Regions from separate parts of the Mus musculus genome. Here region 2 is linked to region 1. Evidence: chromatin contacts called from public Hi-C data. All regions are on one chromosome and are shown on one strand. Each heading gives the region's core, a stretch centred on a gene start, on an enhancer-like site or on the middle of the called end of the contact. The rest is flanking DNA. Distances are from core to core; before and after follow the strand shown.

Region 1 (5,883 bases), core at 3,248-5,747:
CAGCCTGTGGTACATTTTCTTGGTTTGTGACTGATATGCAAAAGCCCAGTTGACTATGGGTAGTGTCATCTCTGGGATGATGTCCCTGGGTTCTATAAGAAAGCAGACTGATCAAGCCATGGAGAGCAAGCTGGTAAGCACTCCTCTGTGGCTTCTGCTTTAGTTCCTGCCTCCAGGTTCCTGCCTTGAGTTCTTGTCCTAACTTCCCTCAGAGTTAGACTGTTGCCTGGAATTGGAAGCTGAAATGTACCCTTTTCACAGCAATAGGAGCCCTAACTGTGACACTTGGGACCCACTTACACGGCTTCCTTTGTGGAGGAGGGTAGATCTTTCAAAACATCAGCCTCCAGCCTCCAAAGTATGTAAGCCACTTGGTGCCTTACCAACCAGTGACACTTGGACTTTAGGAGGTGTATAGGGTGTGCCCCAGGGTCAGGAGAAAAGCAGCTTTTGCTTCCCCCGTGCTTCTTCCAGGGAGAGTGCGGGAGAGTGACCTTCACTCTCTGTCCCTGCACTGGTGAGGCAGACGTTTCCTGTACACCAGGCAGTGCTTGGTACTGCTGCCCACTGTGTCACTTGACGTGCTCCACCAGGCTTGACGCATTAACTACTTACCTTGAATGTGGCCTGGGCTTTCTGGAAATAAAGAATGATGGCTGACAGAGCCTTTGTCACCAAAGAACAAAGCCTAACCACTACACAGTGGCCTGTGGTCCTCTGAGGAGCCTCATGCAAGTGCCCATCCCAGCAACCAGGGGAGATCCACCCCAACACTCTCATGTTCACAGCTGTCAGAGGCAGGTTTAAAGCCATTGTTCCTGAGGCTTCTTGGGGCCTCTCTTAGAAGCAGCTGAAGGTGTCTGTTTTATTTAGTAGGACTGGGGAATTCTGCCTTCTGGGCCTCTCCCTGGGGGCACTCTGTAATGGGTGGGTCCTAGAGACACCCATCTAAGCCAAAAATGATGCCTTTGAGCTTGGGAGAAACACAAAGATCTATGGACCTGTATAGGATGGGGTGGGGTGAGAATTATCCATGGGGAGAGTAGCAATGAGACCCCAAGGTACCTACTTGGGGAGCAGAGTCTCACTTTTGAGCTCTATACTGCTTCTTTGTGGATTTTAGTCCGTCTAGAGTGATGGGTCCAGGCGGGCCCAGTACTTCAAAAGACCATTCCTATGCCTCCAAAACTCTTCCATCCCTCTCAGCCTAGATCTTCAAGCAAAGTTTCTTCTGCTCAGCCTTGGTGGGTGACGCCTTCCCACAACCCCTTCAAGCCCCCCACCCCACAGTCTTGATTCCAGAGATAGACCATGCACACATGGTATGAGACAAGTTTGAGCAAGTTCTGAGGGGGCATTGCTGTCCCTGTACAATATGACTTTGCAGTGTTTCATTGCATTTGGGGTATCTGGGTCAGCTGTGGGTCAACCCTTCTAAGAATATTTACTTCCCATACTCTGACTCTCATGCCCTCGCACACTTGAAAACATATGGCCGCAGAAGGACATGACTGGACTTGCTACTGCTCCTGCACCAACACACGCGCAGACATGGTTTCCGATATCATGTTTGGGATGAGCCAAATGATTTGAGGTTCATCTTCTAGAAGGCGCTGGTCCTACCATGGTGGGGGCAAGCCCTGGGAGTAGCCCAAAGAGCTGTCACTGGTTACCATGCAGGGAACTGGGAAAGGCTTTAACTCTGCTGAGCCCCAGTTGCTCTTCTGTGTGATAAGCCTTGTCCCAAATGGTAACTGTGTGATGATCAAACCACAGGGTCCTTGCAGAGGGCTTGTCACAGAACACTCAGAAGACAACAGCTGGCCCATCTTCAGGCTCTGGACAATATTTATTCTTTCTTTTTTTCTTTCATAATAAAGCATTTCAGAGTGAGGTGAAAGATTTGCCTTTGGGGCTCATCTGCCTTAGTTGTGGCTTTCTCCTGAGGCAACTGTCCTAAGATACACTTGACAATGCCGTAATGCACAGACATTTGTGTGTGTGTGTGTGTGTGTGTGTGTGTGTGTGTGTGTGTGTATGAGAGAGGGAGAGGGAGAGGGGGAGAGTGAGAGAGGGAGGGAGAGGAAGAGAGGGAGGGAGAGTGAGAGAGAGTGAGAGAGAGGGTGAGAGAGAGAGAGAGAGAGAGAGAGAGAGAGAGAGAGAGAGATGAGAAAACTAGCATGTCATGAGTTGAGGCTAAGCACACAGTACTGCCACAAAACAATGAAGCACCAGGCCCCAGTCATCAATGAATGGTAACGAGGAGAGCCTGGGGTTTATCTAGGACTTGAAACTCCAGGATACCAATTATCTCTTTAGCAGGGCCTCTGACAAGTCCCATGCTGGGCTCTGTGTCTGCCTCGCCACTGGAGTGCCCGGAACACCACCAGCCGGCTGCACAGGGGAGGAAGAACTCTGTCCGTAATGGGAGTCCTCAGTCTGTGTTTTCCCAGAGTGGGAAGCAGTGGAGCCTCGGACGATTGCTGTGGTTGCGAGGCTCCCGCATACCCAGGCACTGCTGGTGTACCACTGGGAGTTAGGAATAGGGCTCTCCAGTCTGTGCTTCCTCTCAGGGCCACACAGGAAGGGAAAGGCAGAGCCCAAGGTGAGGGAAGAACCAGGTTTGATTCTGAGTGAGTGCTCAGAGTACAGAGGGGCTGGAAGGGAGAAGGCCTTCTCAGGAGATCTAGAAGATCTGTTTACCCTGAAGGCTTCTCTTCTCCCTATCCCACATCCCAGGCGATCTTTAATGAAGAGAGAGTCTTCGCTTGTTCATACTGCTTTATATATGGCAGTTGTGAATGCATATTCCTCACTTAGGGTGAACCAGGGATTAAATGCCTTTGCAGGAAGGGATGCCCAGGAAGGGAGCTCATTGGCTGAACACTGGGGCCTATCTAGATACCTCATTAGCATGGAGAACTCTAGGTTTCTATGCCACGTGACTGGTTGCCATGGTTCTCAGTGGGGTGTCAGTAGTTATATTCCAGAGCAGGTAGGGGCAGGCAGTCTCAATTCTGAGATTCACCAGGGTCTGAGCTTTCAACCTTACCAGCTCTTCTTCTGTCTCGTGGTATGGCCCTCAAGACCCACAGCGCTGGGCTGGGAAACGCACCTAAAGGGGGCCAACAGAGTCACAGATTGTCCTATGACCCTCTCCCATGCATAATAAGCAAGTGTAAAAATAAACAAATAAACACATAGCCCTGGAAAGAACATAGTCAGTGGATAGGGGCCCACAGGACAGCACTAGGTCTGGGAGATCTACACCATTGGCTTCATTTAAGCTCCGTGAGGTGCGTATATTTCTCATACTACCTCCCACTTTCTGAGAGGATTACTGGTGAGCATGAAACACAGCATACCTGTGAGTCAATGCAGCTGAATGACCAGAGTGGGATGCATTTGGAAAACCGCTCAGGGCCACACTAATGTTCTTAGAGATTTCCTGAGCTCTCGACCCCCCTCCCTAGCCCCTATGATTCATCTTCCTGTCACTGGAAGTGGAGATGCTCTGAGATTCTGTCACCAGCGTAGAAATGGATGGCCCCTTGGTGAAACCCATGCTTTCGAGCTTGCTGGATGTCTGCTACAAGTGTCTGGTCACCTGGCTTTCTCTAAGACGCCATTCACACAGTCCTTTACTCGTGTTCCACACTGCCTCGGCGTCTGTTTCTGAGGGTTCTGATTCACAGCGTCTGAGATTCATGGACCCAGGGCAGGATCCTGTATAAAGGTGGTCATGGTTGTCTGTGTGGTATGTGAAAAGTGAGGTACGGCTTTGGAGTCTGTGTGCTTTCATATGCTGATGACACTTCATGTAGGATTCTGAACGGCTGCCACTCAGGGCAGTTTTTCCTACAGGCTGAGGGGTGTGGCCTAGGGGACTTCTCAGCCATTTGTCACAACAGAACGTCCAGAAGCATCTGCATTTCCATAGTTATTTCCGGAACAAACCTGATTAAAACCATTTCCTAGGTAGGTCAGTGTCTTCCCTTGAACAGTTTTCACAAGAAAAGGCAGAGAGAAAGTCGTTGGGGCGATGGCATTAAATCTGCTTGGGTGACTCAGAATGTATGTTGGCACGGCAACGCGCCATGTGGCGGGCAGCAGACGTGTCTTGTTGGTGGCGGTGGCGTGTCTGAAGAGGCCTGGCTTCAGCAAGCCGTGCACAATTTGCTTCCTCTTTTTGCCTTTCATACGAAAGCGTTTGAAGTTATCTTTTCATTCCTTTCCACGGGGCCGTAATCAATAGGAAGAAAGCATTAAAGGTTCCCCCCACCGTCACATTTCTCAGGGTCCTTGTTGAAAGTGCAGGCTGCGTTCTGCAATGTGCTGTAATGAGAATTTGAATTTCGTGTGGCGCGTGAAGTGTAAATGAAAAATCGCCAGTCGCCCAGCTGTGCAGCCCGAGAAATGTCTTTGCTGACGATTTATTCTGCACTTGTTCCTGTTCATTCATTCATCCGTCCATACATTCGCTCATTCAATCATTAGTTGGACAGGCTTTATGGCACACCACTGTTGGCTGCACAATGAGCATGTCTTTTAAAGAGCAGCAATGGAACCACTGCGGTTCCTTTAGAGATGCTCTCAGCCTGCAGTGGTGATGGGCAATGAGACTTGGCGAGCGCATCAAGGCGAGGGGCATCCTGGAGTCTTAGCGGAGAGGAAGGCGTGGTCCTTTAGATCAGAGAAACAGGGAAGGCTTACAGAGAAGGAATCCTGCTGATGGCCAGAACTGCAGGGCAGGCCCAGGGACAAAGCTTGGACCTTAAGCCTCAGCTCCCAGGATGCCGTCACTTTTAACTGTTCTTTTGGGGGAAAGTGAAGGGGTCTGTCTGAAGAGAACTAATGAATACTAAGACTGTCAGTTCCTGTGTGGTGGCTTATCCTTACACAGAATTCAAAGGTCACAGTGTTCCCTCTCTCTGGACAGAAAAAACGAAGCCCAGGATAGGAAAACGAAAGAGAACACAGAGAAGCCTGAGGCTTCCTGGGTGGATGGTTTCAGCCCTGCACATCCTGGGACTTTGTCCTCCTGGCTCCTTATGAAGTAGGGATGTGCCCAAAGTTCATGGTTCCATGGGAATCCAAACTTGCCTTGCCTTGGCTGATATCTTTAATTCCCCTAGAGTTTCAAGACAGCTATGGTTTCTCATTCAGTAAAGCCCCTCTGATGAGGTCAGTGTTCCACATATGTTGTTCCTTGAGTCTGTTATGTTTGCACTGGCATCTGAGGTGTGGGCTGCGGTGGGGGAAGCAGAGAAAGGCATAAGACGGTGGCTCCTTGGTTACTCTCTCAGGATGGGGACAGCGTTAAAGCCGTTTCAAAGGGGATAGTGTAGCTTCTTACTTGTATGTGTGTGTGTGTGTGTGTGTGTGTGTGTGTGTGTGATGTTATATGTATATTGTGTGTATGGTATATGTGGGGTGTGAGTATACATGAACCTAGTACTGTGTTATGTATAACTAATATGTATGGTGTTTACGTGGACTGTTGCATGAGGATTGTATATGTATGAGAAGTGTTTGCATGTGTCTTAGTTAGGGTTTTACTGCTATGAACAGACACCATGACCAAGGCAACTCTTATAAAAACATTTATTTGGGGCTGGCTTACAGGTTCAGAGGTTCAGTCTGTTATCATCAAGTCAGGAACATGGCAGCATCCAGGCAGGCATGGTGCAGGTGGAGCTGAGAGTTCTACATCTTCATCTGAAGGCTGCTAACAGAATACTGGCTTTCAGGCAGCTAGGATGAGGGTCTTAAAGCCTACCCCCACAGTGACACACCTACTCGAACAAGGTCACACCTCCAAATAGTGCCACTCCGTGGGGTCAGGTATATATACACATATATACTAGCATGTAAATGCTGTAT
Region 2 (5,392 bases), core at 2,436-4,935, 130 kb after region 1:
AAGGGGATGGCGGTCTGTGGCTAAGCGATGGCTCCTCCTTACCTTGATGTGACACTGTTGCCTGTTTCCCGGTCACCATGTTGTTTTATTGTCCCACTAGTACAGGACTGCTGATTTTATGAGCATAACCCAAGATACTAGCCCCAAGCTCTGCTAATACTCTCTTAAAAAAAAATAGAATTCCCCAGGAGATTATTCTCAGTCATTTGAGTCTGCTGTGGCCAGCTCTAGGTTTTTAATCCCTCTTGTTTATAATGAGTTTAATCTCTGTCATATTTATCCTTTAGAGAGACAGATCCCTCTCTCCCTATGCCTTGCCACGTGACCACATCAGTTAGGCAAAGTGACAGTGGCTTTAAACCCATCTGTCTCTTGAAAGAACAGTCTCCAAAGGCTTAAGCCTACACCCATAAATAATCTTTGAGGGGCCTTTAAAAGCGAACCTGATAAACAAGATCAGAGGGTGGAGAGAACCGAGACCACCCTGGGCAGGATAAAGCTGGCGTTTTGAAATGGAAAGTCAGTTCGTTTCTTCTAAGCGGTTTTGTTTCGGCCTCCTAGCTCTGAAAGAAAGAGACATTTGATCCACTCTTTGCAAGTCAGTGCTGAGATTTCCCAGGCCCTTGAGTACTTACTTTTGGCTTGGGAACAGTCGGTATGCAGGTGTCTGGCGTCTCTGGCAGGAACTTGGGCCCATCAAAGCTGGTCAGACCATAACACCACTAGGGATGCCTAAGATGGGTTTTGATGTTAAAAGCTCCCTGCCCATCTCGGGGCTGGATTACAGTGGTCATATGTCTTTTTCTCTCTCTCTGGAAACTGGTTAGTTGAATCAGGAGAAAACAAAAGTGAGACTTCCCTAGGATCAGGTATTCAAAGATCTGAGACTTATGGGGGACATCTCATTCAAACTAATGAAGCCACCAAAGCCATTCTCAACTGTAATTCAGATTTCAGGGTTGTTTGTTTGTTTTTCTTGCAAATCTGAAGAATGAAATTCAGGAACCACAGAGAGTGAGGTTCAGGGAGAGAGAGAGAGAGGCAGACAGAGAGAGAGAGGCAGACAGAGAGAGAGGCAGACAGAGAGAGGGAGAGGCAGACAGAGAGAGAGAGAGGCAGAGAGAGAGAGAGAGAGAGAGAGAGAGAGAGAGAGGCAGACAGAGACAGATACACACAGAGAGAGGACACACACAGAGAGAGACAGACAGAGATTTTAGAACTCCTTTATTGGTTCCCAGAGACCAATGGATACGGTATCATCCAGCTGTTAGTCTGGGACTCCTTAAAGGATGAGCTATCAATCTAGCTGGCCCAACCACAAAGTATTCAGGTGTCTCCTCTGCTTCAGTCCTGTCCTGGAGTATAGCTTATAGGAAGGAAGGAGAAAGATAACAAGGACCTGGGGTTGGGGAAAGAGGTAGTGGAGTTGGAGGAGTTGGGATGGGCAGAATTTTCTTTTGGAACTACTACTTTGGAGTCTCTGCTCAGCGGGACCAATGTCTGCCTTCTTGACAGTTGGGCCCCTCCTATCTGTTTCAAGTCTTTCTCTCCTTGGCTACTCCCTTTTTATGTCTGTCTGTCTGTCTGTCTGTCTGTCTGTCTATTTGTCTGTCTGCCTGCCTGCCTGCCTGTCTTCCTTCCTTCCTTCCTTTCTTCCTTCCTTCCTTCCTTCCTTCCTTCCTTCCTTCCTTCCTTCCTTCCTCCCTTCCTTTCTTTTCTCATTTTTATTTTCTTTTTATAAACCTTTTATAGATGCTTTATTTTCATCTGTTACCACTGTGTATATGCGTGGTGTATGTGTGTGAGTGGAGCTCAGAAGACAACTGTCAGGAACTGACATCCCCCTCCACTCTTGCTATAATGAGATGAGGGGACCCCCCCACATCTGGCTTTCAAATGGATTCTAGGAACTGATCTCAGGTGATCAAGCGTTTGTGGGTTGTTGGTTTGTCTGTTTGTTTATTTTTACCCATTGAGCCATCTCACTAGCTCCTACCATTTGGAGAATAAATAAGATACTCAAATCTCTCCTTGGCACCTTCAGCCCCATCTTAGGGCTGCTCTAACAAGTACTGGGCCAAGAGCATGAAATCAAAATATCAGTATCACTATGCAGAACCTACCAAGCTCTCTGGGACGTCTTATCCCCATACCCCACCCCAGCCCTGACCCAGGCCCCTGACATGTGGATGCATCTGTAGTCCCTTCCCTACTTTATATGGCTGTTACCTTGGGTCTTTGCAACCTTACAAATCCCCTATGCTCCCAATCACCCTGCAATTTAGGGAACACCTTAACATAGGTTCCTAGAAACAAGCAACCGGCCTGCACATCTTTCCTCTGAGGGCCACTTGGTTTTGCTATCACCACAAGTGACAGAAACAGGTACCTTGGGTTGTAATTCCAGACTATTCTTTGATAACCTCCTGTCTCTTGATTTTCTACTGCCCTGGGCCCTCTTGTGCATGGTTCATGCTGCACTGCCCATGTAAGCCATTCACATGGGCACACTGCCTGGAATCTCCAAAGAAGAGCTGATCACATTCTGGGGAGCCCATGGGGTACCAGATGTTGGGAATGGACAACCCAGTTGGGAGTCACACTATATCCCGGACATCCCCTTGCTGAAATGACCTTCATTTGGCACAGAAAGAAAATCAGGGCCACTTCTAAATTCCTCATCTTTAAAACACCATCTCCTGGAGAGGCCCAGGAACACTTACACCCAAAGCAAAACCTCCTCAAGGGTCTTTGTAGCAGGCGAATGACCAGTCAGTCACAGTCCTGATATTGGGTCTAGAGAAGCCTGGCTGGCCCTTTTCTCTGTCATAAGGATTCCTATTGACTCTTCTTTGGTCATCAAGGAAAGGAGATGATACTCAGACAAGTTGGGGACCCCATCAGACCTAAGGTGGATTTACAAGGACATCACTTCCTGGCATGCTTTGATGAATGTGGAACGGTAGCCGAGAACAGCATGGGGAGGCTGATGGGACAGAGTTTGATCTCTCTCATCATCAGGAATCTTTTTTTTTTGTCATACAGGGCAGAGAGAAGGTATGGATCAGTGGCTCTAGAGGGCCAGGCTTCTAGCATCAGGCTGTAACAGTGCTGTTAGTCCTCTCACGGATGCCCACCGTGGCCCACCCTCTCACTCTCTCAGCAGCTCATTGCCTGAACCAACTGGAGGAAACAGTGAAATTCCTGTCACTCCAGTCTGTGGCCTCACAGTGGAGCCGCCTGGGAAGGGACAGCTGGCCCCGAAGAGGGCATACACACTGGCTGCCCTGATCAGCCGATTGTCCAGGTGGGTGAACACCAGGCTTCTTTAACCATCTGTGCCAATGGCTCAGTGGGTAAGAGCACCCAACTGCTCTTCCGAAGGTCTGGAGTTCGAATCACAGCAACCACATGGTGGCTCACAACCATCTGGAACGAGAAAAAAAAAATCTGTACCAGGTAACTCCCTGACGGTGGCATCATCCCCAGGGTAGATTAACCCTTTCCTGTTTATACTGAACATTGTAATTGAGCTTCCTAAATCTGCAGCTGCTGCTGGTGGTGGAAGGGATGGAGAGAAAGAATTGGCTCCCATGTAAGATTTTTATAGAGCTACATACTGTTGCGTCAACAAGTCTAGCTGGTTCACTCGTTTCAATGCTTCTCTTATTATAGACAGAACATATGATGGAAGCTGTTTGCCAAATACAGAAAAGTGCAAATGAGATGATTAAAATCACAGCTGATCACCACTAACAGTCAGATGCAGGGTTCTTCCTCTTCCTAGAGTAGCTTAGAACTGGAATGTTGCTTGAAGCTGAATGTGTGTGCAAGTTGCCTGGGCAGCAGGTGAAAATCCATGCTTTGAGGTCAGCGTGGGTCTGAGTGTCAGGGGATGCTGGTGCTGTCAGGAGATGCTGGTGCTGTCAGGAGATGCTGGTGCTGTCAGGAGATGCTGGTACTGTCAGGAGGTGCTGGTGCTGCCAGGAGATGCTGGTGCTTCTGGTTTGGGAATTTTGAGGGGTACAAAGTTCCAACACGGGTTTTTCCAAATAAGAGAAGATTTTTGGCTCCCCCAAAACCCGTTTTCTCATCTAGAAAATGAGAATAACACCTTCCTGTCCTGTAGAGATTTGATGTAAACAAGTGCTACCTTGTACCTGATAATCTGGCACACAGCACAGGTTTGGTAAATTGTGCTGACACTTAAAATGATATTATTATCTGGATCTCAAGGACTCTATGTGGGCAGCTTTTCTTTTGCTTGCCTTCAGTCAGCATCACACGGTGAGCATTTTCTCCCTGTGCTCATGTCTCTGGCAACACTGTTTCATACCTGTGCTTTAATGGGCAGTACTGTGGAGGACATAAATTACTTGAGCATTTAAGACATGGAAATAATGGCTTTCTTGTTTTTCTCATAACCCAATAAAACCATGTTGACAAAAGTAGCTATTTTTATGAGAGTTCTAGGCTCTTTAAAAAGTGTATTGCACTTTCCTCTTCTGGAAAAACAAGTCACAGGCATTTTTAGAGAGAACAGCTGTAGCAACTTATATGCTCTCAGGCAAGGGTTTCTTTTTTCTGTTTGAAGTTTAGAGGGTTCTTGGAATCCAATGAGCTCTCAACAGCAATTATAGAAACAGTTATATTGGCACCTCAAAAAAAAATCCCCAAACCAACCAAACAAACAAAACAATTATAACTCTAAATTAGAGAATTTTAGACAAAGGGCACATTTCATGTCTATTCCCAGTGATGGAGAAAATAGCCACAGAGAAGAAGCTGCGGAGCCGAGGAATGTTGACATAGTCAGGAAAGATTGCAAACATCCTAGCATCCTCTTACAATTTCATGTTTTCAGTGTCACAGCCAGGAACTCTTTTCTTAGGCATGTGTGCATGTGTGCATGTGTCCATGTATGTGTGTGTATGTGTGTGTGTGTGTGTGTGTGTATGGTATGTGGTGTGTGGTGTATGTGTATACATGTCTTTGGTATATGGTATGTGTGTGTGTATTGTATACATGTCTGTGGTATGTGGTGTGTGTATATGTGTGTGTGCGTGTAATGTGTGTGATATGTAGTATGTATGATGTGTGACAGTGGTATATATGTGTGTGTGTATTGTGTGTGTGGTGGTATGTATGTGTTTGCATGTCTGTTCTGTGGTCTTGTATGTATTGTTTGTGTGTGATATATACTGTGTGTATATGTGTGTGTATGTGTGCATGTGTGGTGTGTGTGATATGTAGTATATATGGAATGAATGTGGCATGTGTATGTGTGTATGTATTGTGTGTAGTGGTGGTGGTGGTGGTGGTGTGTGTGTGTGGTATGTAGTGTGTGTTGTGTGTGTGCGCATGTCTGTGGTATGTATGTGTGTGGAGTGTG

Evidence for each region. A called contact is a pair of places that touch in the nucleus more often than the background predicts.
Region 2: a contact with region 1 is called in a Hi-C map of cortical neurons, with 2.3 times the contacts expected there. The contact joins two enhancer-like sites. A contact is called at or near these places in 5 of 484 Hi-C or Micro-C datasets (cortical neurons, embryonic stem cells, ganglionic eminence and 1 more).

The regions. Positions count from the first base shown.
Region 1 is chr1:90,218,169-90,224,051 of GRCm38.p6, forward strand. No RefSeq gene overlaps it. Among named protein-coding and RNA genes, the nearest start is that of Ackr3, 17 kb to the left of the region's middle. Within about 2 kb of position 4,498, at least 60 of the 459 cell types and tissues checked have an H3K27ac peak or open chromatin away from gene starts, as enhancers often do. A contact at or near this core is called in cortical neurons, where this site is marked.
Region 2 is chr1:90,353,081-90,358,472 of GRCm38.p6, forward strand. All of the region lies in intron 1 of Gm34992 (a long non-coding RNA gene), which reads left to right. Among named protein-coding and RNA genes, the nearest start is that of Gm34992, 18 kb to the left of the region's middle. Within about 2 kb of position 3,686, at least 16 of the 459 cell types and tissues checked have an H3K27ac peak or open chromatin away from gene starts, as enhancers often do. A contact at or near this core is called in cortical neurons, where this site is marked.